Linked DNA regions of Danio rerio: region 2 is linked to region 1. The links are chromatin contacts, called in public HiChIP or PLAC-seq maps. All regions are on one chromosome and are shown on one strand. Each heading gives the region's core, a stretch centred on a gene start, on an enhancer-like site or on the middle of the called end of the contact. The rest is flanking DNA. Distances are from core to core; before and after follow the strand shown. Region 1 holds the start of ttc14 (tetratricopeptide repeat domain 14). Region 2 holds the start of htr2b (5-hydroxytryptamine (serotonin) receptor 2B, G protein-coupled).

The links. HiChIP or PLAC-seq counts read pairs in DNA pulled down with a chosen protein or histone mark.
Region 2: an H3K4me3 HiChIP or PLAC-seq map of embryo shows a contact between it and region 1, with 3 times the contacts expected there. The contact joins the promoter of htr2b here to the promoter of ttc14 in region 1. A contact is called at or near these places in 1 of 18 Hi-C or Micro-C datasets (embryo) and 2 of 4 datasets of contacts at active chromatin or transcription factors (embryo and gastrula embryo).

What each region holds. Positions count from the first base shown.
Region 1 is chr22:39,738,013-39,744,101 of GRCz12tu, reverse strand. ttc14 (tetratricopeptide repeat domain 14) reads left to right here and starts at 3,142. Exons shown (of 12, transcript NM_001014314.2): 1 at 3,142-3,665; 2 at 4,714-4,832. The coding sequence starts at 3,532.
Region 2 is chr22:39,821,726-39,828,624 of GRCz12tu, reverse strand. It overlaps htr2b (5-hydroxytryptamine (serotonin) receptor 2B, G protein-coupled), which reads left to right and starts at 3,302. Exons shown (of 3, transcript NM_001044743.1): 1 at 3,302-3,602. The coding sequence starts at 3,371. The region is part of intron 16 of psmd1 (proteasome 26S subunit, non-ATPase 1); the gene reads right to left.

The DNA.
Region 1 (6,089 bases), core at 1,893-4,392:
TTTTTTATTCGTTTGCAGGTGAAATAATCAGAATAACTTGCATAATATCTTCTCTTTATAGTTGCAGCCCACATTTTTCCTTTGGCATTTCTTGTCAGTTGGGTTTGGAAATCCATGCACACTAGTTTGTCTACTTTTGCACGTAGAAGTTTCAAGCTTGTACTCTGTTTCATCATTACTATGCTTAATTTACTCCTCTTTGTTTTGTGAGCAACACTATAGGTGTTGTGAATGTATTTCCAAGAAGTGCTACTGAACACCAATCAGGTAAAATAGTGCTTTTACATCCTGAGAATTTTACAATGAGAATTTTCAATTGTTTTCGCCACACACACAATATTGCACGGTTGATGGAAATGCATTGGAATCAATTGTTCAATAAGCAGCATTATTCAGCTGTAACGTTATCATGATCTGAGGAGAAACCTCTCCTGCATTTCATGCTTTTGTGTAAATAATAAACATGAATGTGTGTTTTGTGTTTCTGCTGATACAATTGAAGGCCTCTTGCTTGGATGATCTCCACATTCCAGTAAACCTGAATAATGACAATGTGTTAAAGTGTGTCAGCAGTGTCATGCTATATGCGGAACGAGTAATATTGTTATGAGGAAATAAAATTTGCACCCAAACTTGATGCAACAGCATGACCTGTGATAAACATTATGGCCACAATAATTGTTTTCTCATTCTTTCACAACATTGAAATGCAATGAGAGACATTAAATTCTTTTCAAAAGGAGCTGCTGCCTTAAAAATGTTGTCTAAACTAACACCAAAAAAAGTGAATTTATAGGATTAGTTAGTAGAAAAAGGTGCAGAAATATAACATAAACATTGTTAAAACAGTCCAAATGAAGCTTGATTTGCGCACCAAAAAAACAAACTGTAAAATGACTACAAAATGCTGTGCCTGAGTGTGAAATCATAGAAGTTTTAGCCACTAGAGGGAGTGTATTCACAACAAACAAAGGCGTAGTTTGAAGAGTGCATGACTGAGTGTGAAATCATAGAAGTTTTAGCCACTAGAGGGAGTGTATTTGCAACAAACAAAGGTGTAGTTTGATGAGGGCCTGACTGAGTGGGGAATCATTAGAGTTCTGGCCACTAGAGGGAGTGTATTCACAACCAAAATAAGGCGTAGTCTGATGAATCTGTGACTAAATTCGGAACCATTAGGGTTTTGGCCACTAGAGGGAGTGTATTCACAACCAACAAAGGTGTAATTTGATGAATCTGTGACTACTGATTTTTACTTCTGAGTCAAACGCTGGCGTATGCTACGGCGCTGATGCATAGCCTTTCGTCGTGGCTGTCGGCGTCGCTGATGTGCACCTCTCAAAAAATGTAACTACATGTCGCAACAACGCGTAGCGCAAGCTCTGTGATTGGTCAGCTTGGTAGTGCTGACGAGTCTGGGCGGGACCTGGGCGGGACCGCGCCAGTGTGGAGTCCCATGAAGGAGCTCCGGATGGAAAGTTTTGTTCTGTGTTTACCTCATAGTTAAAGTTGTTGCACGTCCGCTGGATCCTGCCTCAAAATGAGCGAGTTTGAGCCACTTATACATCCAGGAAGTGTTCACGAAAAGCAAAACAGCAGCGAAGAAACTCGACACAGAGGAACATTTACACCTCACTGCCAACTAGAGTTTCGAAAGTGTTAATGCAGACCGACAGAGACAGCTCGCAGAAGTATAAACGCACAGCTACGGGCGTTGCATGCGCCGTGGGTTACGCCGGTCACTTGACGCAGAAGTATAAACCAGGCTTAAATGTGAAATCATTAGAATTCTGACTATTAGAGGGAGTGTATTCACAACCAACAAAGGTGTAGTTTGATGAGTCTTGACTAAATGTGGAATCGTTAGGGTTCTGGCCACTAGAGGGAGTGTATTCACAACCGACAAAGGCCTAGTTTGATGAGTGCATGACTGAGTGTCGAATTATGGGAGTTTTGCCTTTATGTTTTCACAACCAACAAACATGTATATTGATGACTCGGTGACTAAATGTGGAATCATGGGAGTTTCAGCAACTGGAGGGCTTAAATTCACAACAAACAAAGATGTAGTTTAAAGAGTGCGTGACTGAGTTTGGAATCATGTACTTCTGGCCATTAGAGGGAGTGTATTCACAACAAACAAAGGTGAAGTTTGATAAATTTGACTGAATGTGTAATCATGGGAGTTTTTGGCCACTAGAGGGAGTGTATTCACAACCAACAAACGTGTAGTTTGATAACTCTGTAACTGAGTGTGGAATCATGGGAGTTTTGGTCTTCATCAACTCATCAATTTCATCAACTCTTCTCCTGATGATGAGCATCATTTCGGTTTTCACTGAATTTCTACAAAGTATGTTGTAGACTGTAAACTCTCAGACTACTCTGCTCTCATCCATGTTTATTTTCCTCATTTAAAATATTATACAAATTATTAATTAAGTTATTGATATTTTAGCAGTTAGTAGTTTTGAGAAAATATAAACAGATGTTTTAATATAATCCCAACATATACTGTATTTTATAATAAAAGTGATTTGATTTGAGGAACTCCAGCATTATGGGATCAGAAAAATATCAATAATAATAAAAGTTTTATTGTCACTTCACCAGCAGGATGTTTGTTAAGATGCGGGTAAAGCAATGCAAATAAACAGTGACATAAGACCATATACAGCAGGGGTGGCCAACCCTGTTCCTGGAGAGCCAGCTTCCTGCAGATTTCAGTTGCTACCCATATTAAACACACCTGAACCAATTAATTAGGACCTGAACACCTCGTGATAATTACAGGCAGGTGTGTTTGACATGGGTTGCAACTGAAATCTGCAGGAAGCTGGCTCTCCAGGAACAGGGTTGGCCACCCCTGATATACAGAATACAAATATACATAATACCGTGTAAACAAGCATTGCAACCAGCAAAATTAGCATCAAAACCTACTTTACCAGCATATGCTGTTTTTTAAGCGGTTAAGATAGCATATTTTAATGACATATTTATAGATATATAGTATGAAATTCTTATTGCTATTTTTTTACCCGACTGTGACTTTTATTTTGGAAAACCTGCTAGTTTTTAGTCGGTGACTTTAATTTTGAAAACAAGACAACAACAAGCCGTTTCACGCTAACCGCCGCCTCTCGTGCTTTCTTGTTTGTCTTGTGCTCTTGTCGAGTTTAAACAAACTGAATTCAGACTATCACATTTAATACATTGCTGAAGAATAAAACTAATATAATGTTTTAGTAATTTCCGAAGTGGTTAAACGCTTTTTTTCCGGTTAGCTTCCGGTTTCCACGTCTCCCATTTGGCTTTAGCACGTTTACGTTTGCAGCTATTTCTGCAAGAATTCAGACACTTTTATAACTTCTTTAGCGTTTGAGAGAATAAACAAACGATCAACATATCTCCTATTACTTATCTACTGATTACTATTACTTATTCAGTCAGTTCTGAGTCTTTACTCGACGTCTGTGGTGGTATTGCAGCACACAGGGGTGTAAATATGTGTGTTTGCAGACACTGAAGATGGACAGAGATTTACTCCGACAGTCTGTGTCGTTTCACGGGGAAAACCTGCTGTCGCTGTTGAAATGTGAACAGAATGAAAACCCAGACTTTAAACATTTGGCCTCTGATCTCTACAAAAGCCTTAACCAAAGGTAAGAGGAGTTCACAACTGCTGCACGTGGCTATTTTTTATCCCTCATGCCTGCGCTGTGTTGACAAAACTCAAGACTCCTGAAATAACCCATAAAGCACAACTGAAGTCAAGAAAAACATATCGCATGACTTCATTGATTCGTAGTATTTCTGTGTAATGTAATTCTGTATATTCTAGATAAATAATATAAATATTTACACTTTAGAGTCTATATATAATATTATATAATAAGTGTGTGTGTGTGTTTGTTTGAGAATGACCCAGTACCCCAAGACCTACTGTAAGTGTCAATTTGTTTGGATATTAGATTTCTATATTATCTAAAAGCTAAAATAAGCCACATAAAATAGAGGTAACGTTGGTTTTATATTTGCACATTCAGACTTTCCCCTTAATAACATTATTTCATAAAAGTAATATTTCCAAACTCCAAATAGCAAAATCATGTTAGCAGCCAATGACTATCAAAGTATAACATTGTTCACAATCAAATAAACAGTATTAATGTTGTTTTCAAGTCATGCTTGCATGCTAATTCCGATCGAATATTCAAAGTAACATGGTAAACAATATAGAGACTTATAAATGAACGAATGTGTGAATATAAAACCAACTTTACTTCTATCCACATAAATAAGTTTTGTTTGCTTTTTTCGTGATAAAACTATAGCAAATCTGTAATCTGATCCTGAAAAAAATTTACATTTTAGTCATCCAAATTAAGAACTTGTCAATGCATGGTGATAAATACAAATGTAAATATCTTGACGGAAGATGTTCACCCCTCACAGATCTCTCTTTTAAATGAACATTTTCCAAAAAAAAAAATGCTTTTACAATAATATATTTGTTCATATACGTTGGATTAGTCAGTACCAAAGCTAAAACTGTATTTAAACTAACAAAATAACTTAAAATCACAGATGAGTACTCTTAAATATTGGGGGAGAATATTAAATAGAAATTAAATAATAGGAAAAATCTAAATGTATAGTTTGTATGTGTGTATAAAGAAATTTAATTAAATGTTCTTTGTTTTTAATCAGGGATAAAGATGAGCAAAGTCCCGTTCTGGAGCAGTTTATAGCAAGGAAAGCCGATCTTCTGTTCGCGCCGTCATGGAAAATCTCAGAACCAGCAGACGAATGGCAGGAAGAGTCAGGAGGTTCTCAATTATTCATAATCAGATTTCTGCTGTATTCGTTCTTAAACATCTTGAAAAATGAGTTTGCTGTGTTTTAGGAAAGTAGTCAAACATGTGTATAAAAGAATCCATTAATTAACCGTTTGCCATAGTTTGTGATTCATGTTTTTTTATTGAGTTCATCTCTGTGCCACCGACTTTTAATATTGAACACCATCAACTTTTTAATGTTGAAATTAAAGCTGTCACTTACTAGTGAGCATCTCTCTCTCTTTAGCGTGAACAGCCCTGAGAGAGAAGCAGCCGTCTGCCATTAGAGTGTTTGATCTACCTAAGATAATGTCACCAATTAAGAGGATAATAAATGTGGAACTTTAGATGAAGCACAAATGAACAGCGACAGGAGTCATCATAGACACCAGCATTTGACCCTTTTCACACATATAACATTCATTCATTTTCTTTTCGGCTTAGTTTCTTTATTAATCCGGGGTCGCCACAGTAGAATGAACCACCAACATATCTAGCATATGTTTTACACAGTGGATGCCTTTCCAGCTGCAACCCATCACTGTGAAACATCCACACTCGGTCAATTTTAGCATACTCAATTCACCTGTACCACATATCTCTGCACTGTGGGGGAAACCCACACGAACATGGGGAGAACATGCAAACTCCACACAGAAATGCCAACTGACCCAGCCCAGGCTCGAACCAGCGACCTTTTAGCTGTGTGGTGAACGTGCTACTCACTGTGCCACTACACAGATAACAGTAGTCTTGTATTTGAATCTGCCACTATGCTGAAACAAAGGCATTTGTAGCTCCGCCCTCTTTTAAAAAGAGCCCAATCTCATTTGCATTTAAAGCGACAGTCACCAAAACGCCACAATTAGGATCAAAGCCTAAAAGGGTCAGTTTTAGAAAGTTATGAAACGTTATTTGCGTGGTATTTTGAGCTGAAACTTCATATACACACTCTCTAGGGGCATGTTTACGTCTTATTAAAAGGGGCATAATAGATCCCCTTTAATTCTGCATTGGCGTGAATCATGCATAAAAGACTTTTGGCGCTGCCAGTTGGTCCGGGATGCCCTTAACCTGTTTCACTGTGCGTTTTCTTGTATGGACAGAGATGTTTTTTATTTATTTTTATTTTTAAAAAGTCATTGATAATAATACCTGTGTATGAGTGGACTTATAGAGTATAAAGGATGAGCAAAGGATTCATACGGTCCTAGAAAGCCTGGAAAATGCCTTGTCAAAACTCCAGCA
Region 2 (6,899 bases), core at 2,053-4,552, 84 kb before region 1:
CTATACTGGTCTCACGGTTCGGTTCGGTTACGATTATCATGCCATCGATTCGGTTCAATTTGATATCTCGGTGCATCACGGTGCATTGATGATGCTTTCCATATATAGTGTTATATTTTAGGGGGGAGGCTATAACATGCTGTCTGTATAAACACACAGACACACAGCAACACACTGTCTCTCATTCAAACACATTCACAAACATGGACAGCATCAAACAAACAAACACACAAACAAACACACTTAAGCCCTTGTAACAGGGAGAGCTCGCGCTGAGCGGAGCAGAAAAACGGGAAAAAATTTTTTTTTTTTTAAAAATAAGCACTTTTCCGACGGTCCCTTACAGAGAGCTCCTCTCAGCGCGAGCTCTGCCGGCTAAAGTAAACGCAGACTGCGAGGGCTTAAACGGAGCAGTGCTCGTAATGTCGAGCGAAAAAAAGAAAGACAGCTGTGAAACATAACCAGCTTTGTCTTTCTGTAGGAAACACACTTAAGATCTTTTTAGGGTAAGCGTTTTTTGAGTTATTGCCGTCTATAACTGAAAGTGTGTCAGGAAAATCGAAAACAAAACCAACTGAAGCGCGCTCATTTCTGGCGCCCCACTGGATATACAGCGCCCTAAGCATTTGCCTATGGTGCCTATGCCACAGGCCGGCCCTGAGTTGGCTGAGTGTTGTAAATAACGGCGCTCACCTCCCTCGCGACAGAGCGCATAGGAGATAAATGACGTCAGTACATAATAAGCGGTTATGGTTATTACTGCATCGATACCGAATTGTCCGCGTCTGCATCGCGGTGCACCGAAGAAACAACTAATTTTGACACCCCTATGTAAAACCCTTACGACCTGTGGTGTCTTCGCTAATACCTAACAGCCTTTTAAAACTCTCACTAAAAGCTCCCTCTGAAATTTGTTTCGTCTGATTTAATTCTTTTCTTGTGAACTTTAATAAACAAAAGACGAAGCTTGACACACTCCAGAAGTGAACGCGCAGAGTTTCCCTTATCCAGATGTGATCCGACAAACCAGCAAAAGAAGAGGACAAAGACCCTCCAAAAACATCTCTTTTTTTTTTCAACAGCACAATTTTCACACTTGCATTCATGGCTAATTTAAGTTTGGATTATCCCATCACTTATAAAATAGTTTCAAGCAGTCGGTGTGTTCAGACTTCTGTCTCCTAATGTGTGCAATATACAAACAGTTTTTGGAGTTCTCAGCTTTAACCTCTGACTTCACCATGGCAAGGTGGAAAACAGATGTGTCTAGACCTACACTGAGCATACAGTGGTAAAGAAGAGGAGGAGGAGAAAGGTTTATGTGGTGAATCCAGAATAAAATAGGTTAATGCAAAAGTGGGAGTCACCCTAAATGGATGAGTATTAAAAAAAGGATGTCCGTCGTCCACTGAACCTCACCTCTCAATATCCTTTAATGGACAATCCTGCAACATCTGGACTTACAGACACCTGAAGAATATTAGCTGGGTGCTTCAAGGTTCAGGTCTGGAGAGAAGCTCAATGGGCTTTTGAGTTTTATAGCTTAAACAGGAAGAGCAAGCCTTTTATTTTTTACCGAGGGCAAGTTTGCATATTTCCGATGAGAGTGTTGAGAAAGCCCTTAGTTGCTAACAATTTGATGGCAAGCGATTTATAAAACACAACTCAGATTTGTGATGTCCAGCCAAATGTTTGGGGACACCGGTTTCACAGTATTGAACTCCAGTGTTCAATGACTTCCATGTCCACAGGTGTATAAACTCATGCACTAGGCATGCAGAAGCTTCTACAAACGATTGTTTGAATTATATTAGGGCCTTAGGAATTAAGACTGGGATGTTAAAGGTCTTGTGACCAAGTAAAATTGACCAAATAGCCTTTTTTTACTCTGAAATCCAAGAGAGTTAAAAAGAAAAAGTCAGAACTCCAAGGAAAAAAGTTAAAATTGTGTGATAATATCTCTGAAATAAGAAAAAAAGGGTCAAAATTACAAGAAAAAAAGCCAATGTGAACTCGCTTATGAAAAAATAATACCAAGGAAAGTCCAAATTCTGAAGATAAAATCACCTCACCCCGCTTTTCATTCCAAAACCAGGCTTCCATATACTACAAAAAACCAAGCCGGTGACTGACAAATCTAAACCGCAGCTCAGTTGCACTGCAGAAAATGACCCCCCATGATCACTGGCAACACCCCGGTGTGGAGACGTTCATCTGCTTCTCCAGGTTTAACTCATCAGAGAGAGGGAGAGAGAGAAGGAGGGAGAGCCAGAGCCAGTCAGCGTGCAGAGGCAGAATGAAAAGCACGGCTTACAAGACATGTGGAAGTTTCAGACCTCTGATCACAATAGGTGATGCGGAGACGATCTGGGGATTCGTCCAGCTCCTTCACGACAAGGAAATTCCTCAGTATGAGAACGAAGATTGAGATGATATCTGGATTATTTTCCCACCAAAAATTTGGACACCACAATGTTTTCTTTGTACTTTGTGTTTATGTATAAACGGCGAGGAGACGGTTTATTGTGACAAAGTGCTTGTTTCACTTAAGAAAAACCAGCAAGCGGAATTAATAATACGGATTGAATAATATGGAGTTAAGCTAATGTGGAGGAAATACTCAGATTGGAGTTCAAGGCAAGTAAGACATCAATTTCCTCCATGATGGGAATGAGCTTAAACGTATTTTTGCTTGTATAGTAATAACATAAAGCAATATAGTTTATAGACAAAATAATAAAGTGGATGGATAAGCTTCACAGAGCTTCTTAAATAGAAGTTCCTGCTAATTCTCTACAGCATCAACTTCCTTTCTATAACACAAAGTATGGTGAATATTACATACAATCGACAGCACATTGCACATAATAGTTCATAATTCACATTACGTAACGTTACGCCAGAAGAAGCAGCTTCAGAGAGGTAATGTAATTATGAAAGCGTAATCATTTCGAAAACAGAAATGTTGTTTATGAAGTCTTCTGCCTCCAACTGATTGAGCTAGATAGGAACACAAATGACTGCGCATGGTCAACATTCACAGATCATCCCTGATAGCTGCTTCCTTGCTTAATTACGAACATGCTCTGGAACACGTACTGCTAATCACATGAAATCTGAATCATCATTCTCAGATTCCTTTCACTATAAATGTTTACATCTGCAGGACGGAGCAAAAATGGGCAACACCTCATCTACCACGTGACTCTGATTCCATCATTTCTGGAGGAATTCTATGGAAACTCCTTTGCTCGATGAACTGGATTTTCGCTAGCAAACAGAAGTGCTTCACTTGCCCTGAACGAAGAGAGTCTGTGACAATGCTGGACGAGCCCTCAGAAATATTACAAGCACAACTTCCCAAGGCAGAATGGCTAACGTCAGGCAAACAGACAGTGTGGATTGGCCTTCGCATTGGGCAGCGCTGCTCATTCTTCTGGTCATCGTTCCCACCATCGGCGGAAACATCCTGGTCATTCTGGCAGTGTCGCTGGAGAGAAAACTCCAGAACGCCACTAACTTCTTCCTGATGTCTCTGGCTGTGGCTGATCTGCTGGTAGGACTGCTGGTGATGCCCATCGCTTTGGTCACAGTGCTTTACAGTAAGTTAACGTACAGGAACACTCCAGCATTATGCTGAAATTTACACTTTAGCCCAGACTTAAATGGATAGTTCTCCCAACAATTACAATTCTGTCATCAATTACACACCCTTTACCTGTTCCAAACCTCTTTGACTTTGTGTTGAACGCTGATTTGGTGAAGAAAGCTGGAAACCTGTAACCACTGACTTCTATAGTATGTGTTGTCTGTAATGCTATTTAAATATATATATATATATACACATTATTTTTCTAGGAATAAACATATCTCCTACTAATGCCCAAAAGTTGGCTTAAAACTATATTCTGTATTACTGTTTGTTGCTAGATCTTTTCCAACTGGTCTAACGTTGAGTTTTCCAAAAACCCAAAAGCTTGGAAAAATTCCATTAACTTAACATGAGACCAAACTTTAACCCATCATAACTCTGAACAAGCGATTCCTGGAACTACATGATCTTAAACAATTGAAGAGGTTGTCAAGCTGTATAAAACTAAAAAATAAACTAGGGTGTGAGTTGCACCCCTGAGACAGAAGAGCACCCCAAACTGTCGCAATGACCTACAATGGTGAAAGTCCCTTGGAAAAATTCCATTAGCTTAACATGAGACCAAACTTTGATCCATCATAACTCTAAACAAGCCATTCATAGAAACACGTAATCTTATTTGAGAAGGTTGTCGAGCAGTGTAAAACTACATATTAAACTGGGGTGTAAGTTGCATCCCTGGGACAGAAGAGCACCCCAAACTTTTGCATCGACTTACAATGGTGAAAGTCCCTTGGAAAAATTCCATTAACTTAACATGGGACTGAAATTTGACCCATCATAACTCTGAACAAGCTATTTACAGAAACATGTGATCCAAAACAATTGAAGAGGTTGTCAAGCCGTGTAAAACTACATATTAAACTGGGGTGTAAGCGGCACCCCGGGACAGAAGGGCACCCCAAACTATCGCATATACAATGGTGAAAGTCCCTTGGAAAAACTCTATTAACTTAACATGGGACCAAACTTTGACCCATCATAACTCTGAACAAGCTATTTACAGAAACATGTGATCCTAAACAATTGAAGAGGTTGTCAAGCCATGTAAAACTACATATTAAACTGGGGTGTAAGTTGCATCCCTGGGACAGAAGAGCACCCCAAACTATCGCACTTACAATGGTGAAAGTCCCTTGGAATAAATTCATTAACTTAACATGGGACCGAAATTTGACCCATCATAACTTTGAACCAACTATTTACAGAAAAACATGATCTTAAAAAAAATGAAGGGGTTGTCAAGCTGTGTAAAACTACATTTTGAACTGGGGTGTAAGTTGCACCCCTGGGACAAAAGAGCACCCTAAACTTACAATGGTGAAAGTCCCTTGGAAAAATCCCATTGACTTAACATGGGACCAAATTTTCAGCTTCACCAACACCACCCCTTGCTGAAGCGAGCTGATTGTCTGTGTATTATCATTCCAAAGTTCCTTTTGTAGTTCCTAGCCCAGGGGTGGCCAACCCTGTTCCTGGAGAGCCACCTTCCTGCAGATTTCAGCTGCTACCCATATCAAACACACCTGAACTAATTAATTAGGACCTGGACACCACGTGATAATTACAGGCAGGTGTGTTTGATATGGGTTGCAACTGAAATCTGCAGGAAGGTGGCTCTCCAGGAACAGGGTTGGCCACCCCTGTCCTAGCCTTTTTCGCTTGGAAAATAGCTACTGATTGTCTGTTGGTCTTAGCAACTGATGCAGTCACGCTTTAAATAGTAAAAATGTAAACTCTGGTCATTATTGAGCAAGATGCTAATGGTTTTATCCGATTCAATGATCTATGCAAAGCCAAGCTAAAAGTGCACTCGCCAGACACGAAGATCGCTTGAACACATTCAAAAATGGTCAAACTCAACAGTTTAACTCTAGTGTAGCTGTAAAAGGAGCCTTTTTGTATTTTAAAGTGGAATGTTGCTTTAACTATGATTGCTGAAGTTTCAGGATTGTTTGACAGTCCAATTTATTATCCAGATGGAATCAATACCCCGCAAAAGTCAAAGTTTCCAAGGGTAGCACTAAAAGTACATTAAACAGAATGATGGAGACCATGTTTCATGTCCAGACAGAGCGAACACACACGGCAGTCAAACACTCTTCAAAACATTTGTGGAGTAAACACGTGTCACCACTTTTAAACTACACAACATCTGCCAAGGCACTTCTTCTGCTGTCATTCTTACGGCAGCCCGGCGTTCAGTCGTGATGCCAGAACGCTCCAGTTGGTCCATTATTCCTTATTAATTAGACTCAATGACATTTATTGAACCTCCGTGTGCTGGTCTTCACACTGCTTAAGGTGAACCAGAACTTGTGTGCCCTGAATTAGCAATCACTTTTTAGCTCTCCAACACTAAAGGAACTGATTTGTGAAGGAATGACGATCAATTCACAGATGCTTCCATGAAATCTCTCATAGGAGTTTTATAATGAGGGTGTTTAATTAGAGGTAAAATAATGTCTGAGATTAAGTTTTTACAACATAATCTGCACGACTAGGTAACCCAAAATGATAGGTTTACGAATACTTGTTACAAACCAGTTTGACTTTCTTCTGTTGTACACAAGGAAAGATATTTTGATCAATGTTGGAAACTAGTAGTCATCAACTCCCATTAGTATTTGTTTTTGCTACTATGACAGTCGACGGCTATTGGTTTCCAACATTCTTCAAAAACTGTTGTGCTCAACAAAACAAGAAAACAATGGTTTGGTTATTAATAACATATTAGGAATTTTTGTTGAACAACTCAAAGTTATAAATCCCACTGTAACCCAGGCCAAATTATTCCTCAATAGTTTTAATTTCCAACAAAGTGTTGACCTTAGTCTTCCACATGCCTTTGAAACCTTACTGACTCAAGACTTTCAATACCCTCCATTGACACTTAGCTGAAAAACGATTGTTATGCTTCCAGATGTTGCACACTTGTGTGTTTTTTTTTAAGAGTATTACTTTTATGTAATGTCATAATTGTTTGTAGAGCAAGTAGCTTGACAATTTACAGCCGTTTATTATTCCTAGTCATTTCACCATGGGCAAGACATTAGGAAGTGCAGAATAAGTAAAATGGGGTGCCTGAATTGCAAAATTGGTAAAATGAGGTGCTGGATCTAGATCCGGCTTGTTCCAGCACAAATTAAACCCTGCTTAAGACACAGTTGTATACTTCTGCGTTCAATTTGAGTCAAGTTTTTCCAAAACGATATAGTGTTTTATTTAATTAAGTTTAATTTAAGAC